Linked DNA regions of Mus musculus: region 1 is linked to region 2. Evidence: chromatin contacts called from public HiChIP or PLAC-seq data. All regions are on one chromosome and are shown on one strand. Each heading gives the region's core, a stretch centred on a gene start, on an enhancer-like site or on the middle of the called end of the contact. The rest is flanking DNA. Distances are from core to core; before and after follow the strand shown. Region 1 has its middle 75 kb from the start of Spred2. Region 2 overlaps Spred2 (sprouty-related EVH1 domain containing 2).

The links. HiChIP or PLAC-seq counts read pairs in DNA pulled down with a chosen protein or histone mark.
Region 1: a contact with region 2 is called in an H3K27ac HiChIP or PLAC-seq map of embryonic stem cells, with 9 read pairs. The contact joins two enhancer-like sites. A contact is called at or near these places in 1 of 15 datasets of contacts at CTCF or cohesin (the NIH/3T3 cell line), 7 of 484 Hi-C or Micro-C datasets (embryonic fibroblasts, embryonic stem cells, liver and 2 more) and 10 of 115 datasets of contacts at active chromatin or transcription factors (embryonic stem cells, intestinal crypt epithelium, microglia and 1 more).

What each region holds. Positions count from the first base shown.
Region 1 is chr11:19,847,977-19,851,822 of GRCm38.p6, forward strand. No RefSeq gene overlaps it. Among named protein-coding and RNA genes, the nearest start is that of Spred2, 75 kb to the right of the region's middle. Within about 2 kb of position 2,120, at least 103 of the 459 cell types and tissues checked have an H3K27ac peak or open chromatin away from gene starts, as enhancers often do. A contact at or near this core is called in embryonic fibroblasts, embryonic stem cells, liver and 2 more, where this site is marked.
Region 2 is chr11:19,984,835-19,988,735 of GRCm38.p6, forward strand. The region is part of intron 1 of Spred2 (sprouty-related EVH1 domain containing 2); the gene reads left to right. Among named protein-coding and RNA genes, the nearest start is that of Gm39603, 50 kb to the right of the region's middle. Within about 2 kb of position 2,582, at least 150 of the 459 cell types and tissues checked have an H3K27ac peak or open chromatin away from gene starts, as enhancers often do. A contact at or near this core is called in embryonic fibroblasts, embryonic stem cells, liver and 2 more, where this site is marked.

The sequences.
Region 1 (3,846 bases), core at 870-3,369, 140 kb before region 2:
ATGAGCTTTTTGAAACCTCAAAGCCCAGCCCCAGAGACTTCCTTCTGTTGTGGATGGCCCTGGAGACGCCTATATTTTGATGTTAATTCCACTTTCCAAGAGGGGTTGTCTTGAACAAGGAATGAGTGCGTACTCAGGTGACTTCTTGTGAGCCTTCCCCTGGAATGAATAAAGGGACCAATCACTGGATGAGAAGGCGGGACTTCCAGGTTGGACTGAGGAAGAGAGGAAGCAGGAGACAGTTAGGAGCCTTTTGGATGGGGATAGAATAAGGACAAGATGTTGCTGTAATGTCTCCCGGTTTCAATGGCAGATCCGTCAGGATTCGCCACCGGAGGATTTAGATTTTATATGACTTGCAAGATTAGGATTCTAGTTGTTGCCCCCAGAGGTTGAGTTACCATTGCTTCTGAACTAAGTCTGCGTGGTGTTTTCCTTCACACGGCTGTTAGACTGGGTTCAAGAGAGAAAAGTACTGCGGCAAAGTGTGGGTTTGCCAGATGTGCACCACTAAGGCCATGGGGGATTTGAAGCATGGGGCTGGCATGGTAGTGACTCGCCAGTGGGGACTTAATCAGGTGGGTGGAGCTCTGAGTCAGAGAGTCTCTGTGAGATAAGAACTGACCAGTGAGACTTCGGGGGCTGAGAGTAGCTGGGTGTAGTTCGGGAACTTGGAGTTCTTTTTAATATTGCCCACAACATCCTCCAACAAAGCCAATTCTTCCAATTCTATCAAAGAGTTCCACTCCCTGGTGACTAAGCATCCACATATATGAGCCTACTGGAGGCCGTTCTTATTTAAACCAATACATTTAGCACCTGACCAGGCTACTTCATTGCCCTCAGTAAACACTCATACACATGCAGAAGCAGTGTCTGAACTGAGAAAACAAGTTACTGACTACACGCTTGTCACTAAACTAGTTACCATGCATTCTACAAATACGGACCAGGCCTCCAGACATGGTGGTTACATCTGTAACCCTGCAGGTGGGAAACTAAGACAGAAGAATCGCCACAGCTCATGACCATCCTATGCTAGAGAGTGCGTTCCAGGCCAGCTTGAGTTACAGTGGGAGACCCTCCTGTCTTTGAAAAAAACAGAAAAATGAACTCTTATAAAGCCCTACCATCATTACTATACCTAACATCTAACACTGATTCAGTTATCTTCTCTGTTGTTTGCAGCCCACTAAATTTCAGGCCCCTCTTACATATCCTGGCCTGAAGCTCACATTAGAGAAGCTGGGTTACTAAAGGCCAGCTCTCCTCCCCTGAAGATACTTAAAAGCTAGAGGGACGCCCATTCCTGAAGCCGGAGAGCACACAGGAAACTACGGAGTCCAATGCACATTTACAGGAGACTAACCAACACACCCTGCTCTCTTTTCCTCCAGTCCTCCCCACCACACAGAGCCCCCACCCCCACCCCTGGGTGGCACTGGGAACATACAAGCCAGCTTGCCCCACCCTTCAAGGATCCTAGCAGTTCCAGGCGCCAGAGAGCCCCTCTCTGTGTGTGCCCTGGCCTGTCTGTGAGGAGCTGGTGGGGCCCACAGACAGATCTGGGTGCACTGTGGCCTGACCACATCACAAGCCCAGGCCTGGGTGCAGGCTGTGGCAGGCTGCCCACCCTTCCCTGTTTTCCTTTCCTTACCTACACTGGCCCCAGCAAAGCAGTTACAAGTCGGTCCAGAAGCTGCCAACAGACTGGGGCCGAGAGACATGAAAGTCTATGAGTCAGCGGCTGCTTTGATTCCCCTGGCCTTATAAACCTGGCCTTTGAATCTTAGCAGCAGGATCCAAAGAACAGAGAAAGCTGGAACCAGAGCTACCAAAAATGAACAGGGAAGCTGGCCAACCCCACCTCACACCAGTGCCCTAGAAAGGGCAGTGAGGAGCAGGGTGGAGTGTGTGTGTGTGTGTGTGTGTGTGTGCCCGCGTGCCTTGTCTATATTGCTTGTTGTGCCCTTACTTTGGAGGACAACACCAACTACAGGTGAGGGGTGCTCACAGTCTGATCCAGGAGCAAAGAAACACAATGTCCTGGTCTGCTCAAACTGCATAACAAAGCAGCTTATACTGGGGTGGAGCCACTGTTGAGGTTTGCTCTGTTGCTATGGATTGTAATGAGAAATACTGGCCCCCAAGGTCTGGATGCCCCAGGGAGGAGGAAATGCCACAAGTACTCCAAGTACCTTAAACTTCAAGTTATCCTGCTTGGTCAATAAAGATGCCTACACCCTGCAGCTGGGCAGAAGAGAGGTAGGCGGGGCTTTGGTTCAAGGGCTTGGGGTCTGAGGCAGAACAGGAGGGGAGGGGAGGGGAGGGGAGGGGAGGGGAGGGGAGGGGAGGGAACACCATGTGGTAGGTGAATTATGAAAACTTGCCAGTTGGAGTAAGAGCAGCCCAGGCAGAACATAGCAAGTTCTATCACAGGGTTATTGACAGGGAAGTAGACAAAATAGCATAGAGGGTAGCCATCTGCCCAGCTCTACTGCTTTAAGGCTTATTATAAATATAAAGGTCTTGTGTCTTTTATCTGGGAACTGAATGATCCAAAGTGGGGTAGAAAACCCCAGCTAATAATTACCACAAGTGACAGTCCACAGCACATGACTTTTCCTCAGCTACAGACAGTCTGCTTCAATTCTCCTGACTTTACAGAAGGAAAGTCCAAGCTCATAACTCTAGTTTAATCTTAAGTGGCTCCCAGAGCCTCATGTGGCAAAGGATAGTGTTCCCAGGGTTCTCTTAAGAGAGGGAGACTTTGGGAAGCAGGGCCTAGTGGGAGAGTTGAGGTCACTGGAGGTGGGCCCTGGAAGGGGACTGTGGGACTCCGGTCCCTTCCCTTTGGCATCTCAGGTATTCTAAGAGTGGTTTTACAACTCCAGGGTTCCCAACATGATGTGCTGCTGCCTAGGCAACAACCTTCAAGCTACAGGACCAGACAGGGTTAAACTAGACTGGGACTGGCGAAGCAAAGCTCTTTCCAGGCTGGTTATCTGGGGACTTGTCTCTGAAGCGGGAAGTTGGCAATTCCAAGTGTCAAAAGCATCCCGTTAGGATATAATATGCCGGGGCTCACAATCAGAACACCCAACTCCCGTTTCTTCCCTACCTAAAGCTGTCTTCTATCACTTCTTTCCCTTGGGTCCCACCAAGGTTCAAAGGTCAGCTCTAGGCATGGTGGTTTTGCTTGCATTGGCTTTAATTCAACAAAGTCAACAGAAACGTTCTCAGTCTTTCTTAGGATTCCTCTCTATCCCTGGTCCCAATTTGTTTGCTGTGATGGGGTTTTGCTATGTAGCCCAGGGAGGTTTTATTTAAACTCTGATCCTCCTGCCTTAGCTTCCTGAGATCTAAAAATGTAGTTGTGCACCACCCCCCACGCCCCACAGCTGCGCCTCCCCTCACAGCTACACCTCCCCTCACAGCTGCACCTCCCCTCACAGCTGCACCTCCCCTCACAGCTGCACCTCCCCTCACAGCTGCACCTCCCCTCACAGCTGCACCTCCCCTCACAGCTGCACCTCCCCTCACAGCTGCACCTCCCCTCATAGCTGCACCTCCCCTCATAGCTGCACCTCCCTTTCACCTTTTTGACCCTTTAAAAAAAAAAAAGTCAGAGTCTCTCTGTGTAGCCCTGAATGTCTTGGAACTTGCTCTGTAGACCAGGCTGCCCTCACAGAGATCCATCTGCCTCTGCCTCTGCCTCCCAAGTGCCTATGCTAAAGGCATGTTCCACCACACCTGGCTGTTGTTGTTGTTGTTGTTGTTGTTGTTGTTGTTGTTGTTTTGCTTTTGGGGGTTTTCTTTGTTTTGTTTTATCTTTTTATTTTCTTT
Region 2 (3,901 bases), core at 1,332-3,831:
CCTCCCGAGTGCTGGGATTAAAGGCTTGTGCCAACACTTCCACACAGCTTGTCCCCCCCCCCTTTTTTTTTGGACTGGGTTCTTTTGCTTAGCTTTCTCAAAACTCATCCCATTGTCGACTCCACTGTTTATTAAGGCTGAGCGATGACCCATTGTGTATTGTTTAACCAGTCCTCTCTGGATGAATGAATTTAGATTATTGCCACCTTTTGGCTTATTGTGAATACTGAAGTGAAAATATGTTTGAAAGTCTTTTGAGGTGGAATTGCCTTTTAATAAAGGCTAAGGTTGATTGTATGCAAAGGCAAGGAGATGTGCCTCTGAGCATCCTGTTATGTTTAATCTAGTCTTTGCTTAGGCTTAAAGAACTCCCTTCCAGACCTGCTCACTGGAGGAAGTTGCCAGAGGCGAGGTGGTTTATTTGTGGTGCCTTGGGAATTGCAACTGTCCCAGAGAACCAGGATGAAGGCCAGAGTAGATGGCTCTTAATAAGTTAGTAACTCATGGCCTGAGTTTGTGTCTGCAGCCCAAATGGTAGAAAGGAAGAGCTAACTACCGGCAGCCCCGACCTCTGTACGTCCTCACAGTCACACCCACAGGTAGATTTGAATAGCCAAATTTAATCTTTAGAAAGGGGAAGGGTGAGAAGGAGGCAGATGTCGACACTGCCATAGAATACAGAGCTGGGTGTTGACTGGCCTTATGTTAGAGACCTTTTATTCTTTCCTTGGTACTAGTGTTGCTCACAATGATGGCTTTATTATGTTGACTTCAGGTCAATCTCTGTGAGTTCAAGGTTAGCCTGGTGTACATATGGGAGTCTCAAGCCAACCCAGAATATACAGTGAAACTGCCTTTAAAAAAAAAAAAAAAAGAAGACTGAAGAGATGATGGCTCAGCGGTTAAGAGCACTGACTTCTCTTCCAGAGACCCTGAGTTCAATTCCCAGCAACCACATGGTGGCTCACAACCATCTGTAATGGGATCTGATACCCTCTTATGGCTTGTCTGAAGATAGCTACAGTGTACTCATATACATAAAATAAAAAATAAATCTAAAAAAAAACGAGGGGAGGCTGAATAGGTGGCTCGGTGCTTCCAGAGAACCTAGTTTCAATTCCCAGTACCCATGTGACAGCTCACAACTGTATGCAACTCCAAGATCTGATACCTTCATACAAATACATGTAGGCAAAACACCAGTGCACATTAAAAACAAGAAAAAACTCCTCCTATGCTAGTTACAGCCTTTTATCAGCACATGTAGCGTATTCAGTTTATTCTAAAAACATTCCATGCTCTGCGTGTGTGTGTGTGTGTGTGTGTGTGTGTGTGTGTGTGTGTGTGTGTACTCGCATGTGCGGCGCATGCACATTCTAGGCAAACACCCTGCCACTGAGCCCATTTTCTTCCATTTTCAAAAGACTTCAATAGGACTCCCTTACCCTGGGAGTTTTATGATTGCGTAGTAACTCCATGCTGAGTGAAGGAGCTGGGCCTGTGGTGTTGTCATGGGTCTTGGTGGCTTCTGGTCTTTTTCTATTAAATGTATTCTGTTGGATTTTTACTACTACAAGTTTTCTGCTTCTGCAAGATGTTTCAGTAGCGTGTGTTTGCTAAAGCCCTTGGCAACACTAAGGGACTGTAAAGCCAATTAAAAAAAAAAATAATACAGAAGTTGTAAAGAGACCTCAAAAGCCCTTTGACTCCCCCCCCCCCTGCTGCATATGAAGAGGCTGTGGCTCAGTAGTAGATTCAAAGAGTCACACCCAGTTGTGAGAAGAGGATGTGTTACCAGGTCTAGTTAGACTAATAAATGCCAAATGGAATGACCTCTGTTGAGGAGGAACAGCCCAGATGGCCCCTCACCCCCCTCCAGCTGTTGCTCTCTCCTGGAGTTGGGCTGTTAGTAATTCCTCTTCACTTAAAATTCCTTCACAGTTGTTACCTAAGCCAGTAAATCTTAAAATCCCAACAGCACCGATCCAGGGACTTTTCCCACAACATGGAGCCCTTGTTTGTAAACTGTGGACAGCGGTGGGGAACCGCCCTTCCTCGGTCCTGGGGGGTCAGTAACCTTGAACGGTCCCTTTTCTCCCGGAATGAGGAGTCCCACTCAGTCCTGTTCTTTCTAGCGTAAAAGGAGCGTGGAACTAAGTTGCCTAATGTCCCGTCACCACATGATTGGATAACTACCAACTTGGCTGCCTCCTAGCCAGTGTCTGCTGAGGAGTGGAGATTTAGCCCCCACTGCAGAGCAGATACCTTGAAAATAGGACATTATTGCTTATCTTTCCCTCTGTAGTAAAGGAGATGACAGAACTCAGAACCAAGGTGAAAGAGCACAAAATGAAACACTAACTCTTGCCGCCTGAAAGGACACTCTACGGGTGGCTCTGACTAGAATATAAAGTGAGGCTCGTAAAAACCCTGCCTGTGGCCTGTGGGCCCTGGCTCTCCTTCCTTCCTGTGGGCTACGTTATCACCTTTTGTTTGGGAGAGATCTTAAGCTGGGCTGGCCTGTAAAAGAGTTTGTAGGTTTTGAATTTGGTAAAGTCATTTCCTGACCTTTTGACCTTGGAGGAGGGCGGGGTAGCAGGAGAAAGAAATCCATCTGTGGACTGGGCAGAAGTAGTCAGACTGTTCGGGGCATTATTGATGAAGTATAAACCTAGATTTCACACTCCCTGGCCACCGTCAGCTGGTTTCTTGCTGACACTCCACTTCCTTTGCTTTCTCCAATAATGAGGGCAAAAGCAAAAAAACAAAAAATAGTCAAGAGAAGAAGGTGGCTGTGGGTCGGAGCCCTGGGTTGGAGATTATTAACTTTAAGCAACTCCCTTTGCTGTTTGTGTTTTAAAGAACTGATTTTGTTTTATTGCTGATGCGCTTAATGGGGGTGGGAACCATTCTGGTCGGTGGCCTTGAGGTTTAAACAGGACCAGGAATATGGTTTGTGCAAGAGTGAAGGGAAAACCCGAGAGCTTGATTGATTACTTTCAGGTAAAAACAGGAGGGAGAGTTTTCTCAGGGCGGGGTCGGTTTGTCTTCAGCCGGAAATCCCTTAGATCTTGGTTAATTATGAACGCTGACCCCAGGCTCCGCCGAGCAGACCGACAATAAAGGCAGAGTCCTAAACAAACCTCCGTTCAGGTTTGACCCTTTGACCTCCCAGGGCTCTCTTGTCCCCAAAATTTTCAAAGTAGTCACCCTGACACTCACCCCTTTAGGGCACATACTTAGTCTATAAGAGTTAGATACATTCTCCCCCCCCCCCAAAAAAAAAACTAAATAAAGCTTATTTCCAAAACTACTGATGTCAAAATTGTTATGTTTTAGTGGTTTTTGGACAAAAAGTCTGAGCTACCTCCAATTGGTGTTTTGAATGTTAACAAACTATTACAATAAAATGTTTATGTGGTTTCCCAAAAGTGCCCGTGTTAGCATTTTAAAAGGTCGTGAATAATGCTGTACACTTAACAACATGGCAGACACAGCAGAGGCCTGGTGTCTTGTGGGCCTGGAGTAACTGCGGCCAGTGGCCTGGAAATCACAGTACAGAGGGGTGCTGAGGAGGAAGGAGCAGCATCCAGGGTGGAGCACTGTGCTGGCTGGGAGGAAGCCTGACATGGCCTCGTCATGCGCCCACCTAGGGTGGGGCCAAGGGTTATTTGGTGCTTGGTTCTAAAGAGAATTTTTTCTCTTTTCTTTTCCTTTTCTTTCATTTTCTTTTTTTAACCTTTTCTTTTAAAAAGGATTCTTGATTTTTTTTTTAAAATAATTCTTGAATTCCATTGAATTTTTGTTTGTTTGTTTGTTTTTTAAAAACTGTGGTTTGCATGTGCTTTTGGATCTGGATCTGTTGTTGCCAGAGCGGCTCACAAGCTTAACTTCCTGGAGC